Linked DNA regions of Sus scrofa: region 1 is linked to region 2. A link is a contact called in public HiChIP or PLAC-seq data. All regions are on one chromosome and are shown on one strand. The core of a region is the stretch at or near the end of the contact, and the rest is flanking DNA. Distances in the headings are between cores, read along the strand shown. Region 1 overlaps C7H14orf159 (UPF0317 protein C14orf159 homolog, mitochondrial). Region 2 overlaps RPS6KA5 (ribosomal protein S6 kinase alpha-5).

Region 1 (3,195 bases), core at 408-2,907, 120 kb after region 2:
AAGGGATAAATGAGGAGTATGGGATTAACAGATACAACTATATACATAAAATAGACAAGCAAGAAAGGTTTACTTATAGCACAGAGAATCATATTCAATTCCTTGTAATAAGTATAACAGAAAATATCTAAAAAAATTAATTTATATATGTGTAAAACTGCATCACTTTGCTGTACACTTGAAACTAATGTAATATTATATACTGATTATATTTCGGTTTTTGAAAAAGGACTTATGGGGCTGTGACCCAGACATCAGAATTTTTCCAAGTTCCCTGGGTGATATCAGCCAAACTCTTGCATTTGGTGTCCCTGTTTCCAGAGAGGGCAGGCTAACACCTGCAGGGAAGCTGGATGCAAGTTTGTGGCCTCCACCCAGCCACGGGGGCTCTGCAGCTTTAAGAACTGGGGGCTGGCTGCCTGCCTGGCAGGCCACCCGCCAGTGCCCAGGCCTTGTGAGCACAGGCTGCTGAGCGAGGCTGCGACAGTCCGCGCTGGGGCTGGTCTGGGCTTGCAGACCCGAGCCCTACAGAGCCACTGGGGCGGCGCGGGGGAGCCAGAGAATAGGGGATCTTTGTGCCTTTTTGAAGGAAGCATACATTCTGCAAGGCGGTGGAAACAAAGAGAGGAACTGTTTGTAGCCCTAGTCCAGACGTCCCAAGCAAACAGTAAGTCAGGAGGGCACAGAACACAGCACAGCCCCTTCTGCCGTGGGCAGCGTCCACACACCCTGCCCACCCCGGGAGCTGAAGGGTCTGCAGAGCCCGCCCAGGGCAAAGCCAATTAGCAGGACACAAAATGCCCTGAAATTCTCCCTGGGGGCCCCATCTGTTCCTCTTTGGAAAAGCTGGGCTCTCTCATGACAGGTAGGGCCCGGCTACTGACAACATCCCAGGCGTGGGCAGCCAGCCTCCCCTCTGTCCTCTTTCAGTCCCGGTCACTGCCCTAAGGACCCCAAGGTCACATGAAAAGCAGAGAAAGTGAAACTGAAACCTGTCAGAAGTAACAATGGACCTTTGGGCCCCAAGCTTGCTGGAGGAGGCCAGGAAGCTAATGCCAAAATAGGGGATGACAGTGGACGGGGCACTTCAGGTTGCAGCAGACCTGGGCAGTCAGCAGGTCACAGTTTCCTGGGCACCTGCAGGACACAGGCAGGGACCTTCGGGGAAGGAAAGGTGGAGGGGAGGCAGCAGCCAGGCTGTCACCCTGTCACCTCCACCTTGGCTGGAGGCAAGCTTTTTCCTGGCCACGAGTCCCCGGTCTCAGTCTCCATGGGGCGGGGGCACAGGTGACTGCAGCGGCGGGCTTCTGACCTGTGGGCCACCGAAACACCAAAGACAAAGCCTTGTGACTTTGGAGTATCTCCTCTCCAGTGTTACCTGTGCCTCCCTGCCCCCCGGTTCATTAGGACAACGGAGAACACACTGTAATCCACCTGACTTCACATGCAAAAATCATGTTGGGGGCGGGTAGCAGGGGGAGATGATGTTGGCAGAAAAAAGAACGGTGGCATTGATTGGCATGCAGAGGAGGGAAGCTACTTTGTCTTCAAGATAACGGGGTACAAGCTAAAAGGAAGGAAAAGAGAGGACTGCGAGCAGAACGCAAAGAGACAGCTGGCTTCCCCAGACGGGTGGAGTTAAGATGAGGAAGAAGGAAGAGGAAGGGGGCATGGGATGAGGCAGGGCAGGGTAGGGGGGAATGGGGTGAGGCAGGGCAGGGCAGGGTGGGGTTCGCTGGGAGAAACCGAATTGTGGCTTGTCCCTAATGATGATGAAATACCTTAAAGAGTCAGATGTGACTTCCAGCAGCAGGGCTAGATTCCAGGATACGTTTTTTATAAATGCTTGAGCATCTTTAGAATATGGGAGAATTTCACATGTGCCTCTGAAAGTTCTGGAACACCAGGCTCATAGTGCAGCAGGGCAGCACAAGCTGGAGCTCCCTATTCACTAGTCCCGCTTACTCTGCAAGCGTTTTGCACTCCCCTCTTCTCGCCTTGTCTTCTTTCTGTACCCACTTCCTTTAGGCATCACAGGTGCTGCTACTTCTGCTCTTGATAACAATGGTTCCTGCTATTAAGAATCAATGTGCCTGCACACACTCATGTGCACGCACATGGGTGCACGCACACACACACACTCCAGGCACACAGGTATGCTCTCTTTCAATTAATTTCAATTAATCTCTCCGGTTTTCAGCTGAAGATGACAGATGCACAAAACCAAATGTACATTTCTTAACAGATTTCGCAACGTTTCTAGGCCATCTGCCAAATTGCTAGATGGTATTTGCATTTAAAAAAAAAATTGAGTGCATTTTGTTATTTTAGTTTTAAGGATTTCCCAGCCTGCCTTAAGGCAGTATTTCATTTACACCCCATTTTATAGCTTTCAAAGCGTTTCTTGAGCACATGTGAATTCATTTTATCCTTCTAGCAGTTCCGTGAGGTCATGTAGTTTGGGTCTCTTTCCTGCGCTCTCTTGGAGAAACTAACTTGCAGAGAAGCTAAAACACTTCTCTTGTACCTGCAGTAATTTTGAAGAAAAGTTAACATTTGGGCACAGCTCTCTGGAAAACTAAGCTGTGTCCTTTGACACATGGAATTGTGAAAAATTATGCCTTGAAAAGCATAGCAACTAAGGGTATGCCTTCCATTCGGAGTATTTGTTTGACTGCTGGTTTGGCTACTCAGTAACCACGAGTCTTTAGATAAAGTGCTGAACCTGAGCCTCCTTTTCTATAAAATAATAGCCCTTATCTAGGGAGTGTTGTGTGGATTAAATGTGATAATACATGTAAAGTGTTTAGAACAATGTCTGGCACAGGGAAAGCTTTCAGTAAAGTCTAGCTTTCTGTACTAAAATAATCATCTGTTCCTTTGGGGAAAACTCATTTTTGCTTAGGTACAGGCTAAGTGGTAACAAAAAGACCCAAAAATACATTTGCCTAAAAAAGGATAGAAAGGAGTTCCCTTTGAGGCTCAGCAGTTAACAAACCTGACTATGATCCTTGAGGATACAGGTTCAATCCCTGGCCTTGCTCAGTGGGTTAAGGATCCAGTGTTGCCCTGAGCTGTGGTGTAGGTTGCAGGTGTGGCTTGGATCCTGAGCTGCTGTGGCTGTGACTGTGGCTGTGGCTGGCAGCTGTAGGTCCAATTCAGCCCCTAGCCTGGGAACTTCCATATGCCGCAGGT
Region 2 (3,163 bases), core at 113-2,612:
GGTACCAATCTTGACATATGAGAGAAAGTCCACTAACTAAAGAATCACATTCAGTGCTGCTGGAATTCAATCCTCACTCACCCTTCCAGAATACTGGAATCTTGTTAAAGGGTGACCTGCCATCAACCATACCAGCTATGCCTCCCAGCTTGCTTTCATTCTCAGTCTGGTAAACATACCTTTGGGGTTGTCATCTAAACTGTTGATAAAAATATAAACCTTGTGGCTCAAAATGCCATAAGTACTCTTAAGAAAAGGCGAATGCTTACTACAACCTAAATCATCTGGCTTCTACCCACCTCTTTCCATCTTCCCACCATCCTGTTCACTCACTCCTTCAGACACACAGCCTCTCCTGACTTCCCCGACTAGTACAGTTCCTCTAACTTGATACTCTCATAACACCACACATGCCCTGCCATAGAAATTGTCAGAAACACGAGTTTTCATTTATTTGTGTGACTGCTTTATTGTGTAGCTTTTACTGGACTATAATTTCCACAAAACCATGGACCATGTCTGGTTTTACTCACTTTGTATCCTTAGCAAATCATTCTGGGGCTGGCACACGATGGAAACTCAAAGAACACTGAGTGCATGAAAAGAAGTGAACATGTTAGCAAGCACAGAAAGAGCTCTACAGCATATAGCCAAGGACCCTCTTCTCAGCTGAAGTGCTGATCTAAGGTTGAAGGTGGGTCTTTTGGAAAAGAAACACACAGAGTTCTCATTGTGGCTCAGTGGTAATGAACTCAACTAGTATCCATGAAGATGCAGGTTCGATCCTTGGCCCTGCTCAGTGGGTTAAGGATCCAGCATTGCTACAAGCTATGGTGTAGGTTGCAGATGTGGCTCGGATCTGGCATTGCTGTGGCTGTGGTGCAGGCTGGCAGCTGCAGCTCTGATTTGACTCCTAGCCTGGGAACTTCCATATGGTGTGGGTGTGGCCCTAAAGAAAAGAAAACAAAACAAAACTAAAAAAGAAGGCACAATAAGAACATGGAAGGAACTTCCGTATGCAGCAGATGTGGAAGAAGAAGAACAAGAGGAGGAAGAAGAAGGGGAAGAAAGAAGGAGAAGCAGTGGAAGAAGAGAAGGAGAAAAAGAAACTCACAATGCAGATCCAGAGAACAGAGCTGGAGCTTGCTGACTCTTTCCCTCTGCAGAAGGAACAATGGGCTTTCACTTTTAAGTTGGGTATTAAATGATTCCTGACAACACACGAAGTGAAAAGTGAGCTCAGGAAACTCAGCTGCCACCACTGCAGAAAAGGAAGATATTGCTTTTTAGAGCCGCACCCGTGGCATATGGGCGTTCCCAGGCTAGGGGTCAAATTGGAGCTACAGTTGCCGGCTTACGCCACAGCCGCAGCAATGCGCAGATCCGAGCTGCATTTGCCATCTACACTGGAACTTTAACCCACTGAGCAAGGCCAGGGACTGAACCCACTAGCCAGGGATTGAACCTGCTAGGCAGATTCATTTCTGCTGCACAACAGGAACTCCGGAAAAGGAAGATATCTTAACATCTATAAATGGCCACTGCTTTGTCATCTGCCACAACAACATAAGAACTGATTACAATGCCTGCCCACCTCGCTTTCTCATATGTAATCTCACTAGAGGAAAGAGTTCGATTTTGCCACATGGGACATGTCCAGGGCGCTGATAGTCCATCCACTGGCCTTCCGCTCCATCTTCCCCTGGAAACTTCATTCGCCCACGTCGGCAGCATGAGGAATGGAACCTAAATACTCTATTAGAACGCGAAAGCTCACTGGTCCTGCTCTTGGAACTGGCATCCTTGTTAACAGGCCAGCCACGTGGACGTGGTAAGTACCTCGAGGGTGGTATGTATCAAGCCCCGGTAAGACCACCGTCACTGAACGGATTCTCAGCAACAGCAGCTTCATTTCACTGTGACTGCAGCATAATCAATGCCCAAAAGGCAAACACTCAGGGGGTTCAATGGTGAAGCGGACTAACCGTAATTTGGCACCCTTAAAGACTCATCTGAAATATCTGATTAATTAGACCTCAGAATTGAAAGGAAATATTACTGTTCATCCCTGTAGTTCTCTAAAATCTACCCTGTGTTTCAAGAGAAAGCACCCCACTTGGGCCACAGCAGTAACAAGTTCCATCCAGAAACACACTGCGATAAATTGAGGTTTAGTCCTCTGTGCGCCACTTACTAAAGAGATTACATCAATAAAGTTATGTTTTTTCAAGAGTAGCTCCATATCTTTTGTCAAAGACGCTAGTCTCCTGACATCATTTACCGACCATAATAAAAGAGCCATTTGATAACTTCAGCACTTGTTAAAAGTCTCTCTAGACCAATTTTTTCCAACTGTGGGCGGAGACTCATTAGTGAACGATGACATCAATTAAGTGGGTCCAAACAGCCTCTTAAAACTTAAAAACTAGGAGTTCCCGTCGTGGCGCAGTGGTTAACGAATCCGACTAGGAACCATGAGGTTGCGGGTTCGGTCCCTGCCCTTGCTCAGTGGGTTAACATCTGGCGTTGCCGTGAGCTGTGGTGTAGGTTGCAGACACGGCTCGGATCCCGCGTTGCTGTGGCTCTGGCGTAGGCCGGTGGCTACAGCTCCGATTGGACCCCTAGCCTGGGAACCTCCATATGCCGCGGGAGCGGCCCAAGAAATAGCAACAACAACAACAACAGCAAAAAGACAAAAAAAAAAAAAAAAAAAAAAAAAACTTAAAAACTAAAAAGGAATTGAATATACTAAAAGCATTTCACAAAACTCCTGTTTCCTCTTTATACACATGCACATGTGTGGGTATGATGTGAATGTAAACAAATCTAAGCGCGGGAGAGAAAAAGAGCAGCACAGAACAATGGTTAAGAACAGACTGCTGCTTGACTGCATGGCTCTGAAGCCTAGATGTGCTGTTTATTAGCTGTGTTACCTTGGGCAAAACAGTTAACACAACTGTGTCTCAGCTTCATCAGTAGGGACAATAATACTTCTTACATCATATGGTCTGGGGATTAAATTAATTAATGTAAGGATCTAGAACAGGGCATGGCAGACAACAAACATTACATAAGTGTTAGTGCAAAAAAGTGTGTGTGTGTGTATCTCTAAATGTCTATACACATAAATACACATACTGAACTGCAATACAAAAATGTACCT

The links. HiChIP or PLAC-seq counts read pairs in DNA pulled down with a chosen protein or histone mark.
Region 1: an H3K27ac HiChIP or PLAC-seq map of alveolar macrophages shows a contact between it and region 2. The contact joins two enhancer-like sites. A contact is called at or near these places in 2 of 47 Hi-C or Micro-C datasets (embryonic fibroblasts and liver) and 1 of 2 datasets of contacts at active chromatin or transcription factors (alveolar macrophages).

The regions. Positions count from the first base shown.
Region 1 is chr7:112,799,569-112,802,763 of Sscrofa11.1, forward strand. All of the region lies in intron 2 of C7H14orf159 (UPF0317 protein C14orf159 homolog, mitochondrial), which reads left to right. Among named protein-coding and RNA genes, the nearest start is that of C7H14orf159, 47 kb to the left of the region's middle. Within about 2 kb of position 1,658, at least 35 of the 83 cell types and tissues checked have an H3K27ac peak or open chromatin away from gene starts, as enhancers often do. A contact at or near this core is called in alveolar macrophages, where this site is marked.
Region 2 is chr7:112,678,974-112,682,136 of Sscrofa11.1, forward strand. The region is part of intron 2 of RPS6KA5 (ribosomal protein S6 kinase alpha-5); the gene reads right to left. Among named protein-coding and RNA genes, the nearest start is that of RPS6KA5, 73 kb to the right of the region's middle. Within about 2 kb of position 1,363, at least 4 of the 83 cell types and tissues checked have an H3K27ac peak or open chromatin away from gene starts, as enhancers often do. A contact at or near this core is called in alveolar macrophages, where this site is marked.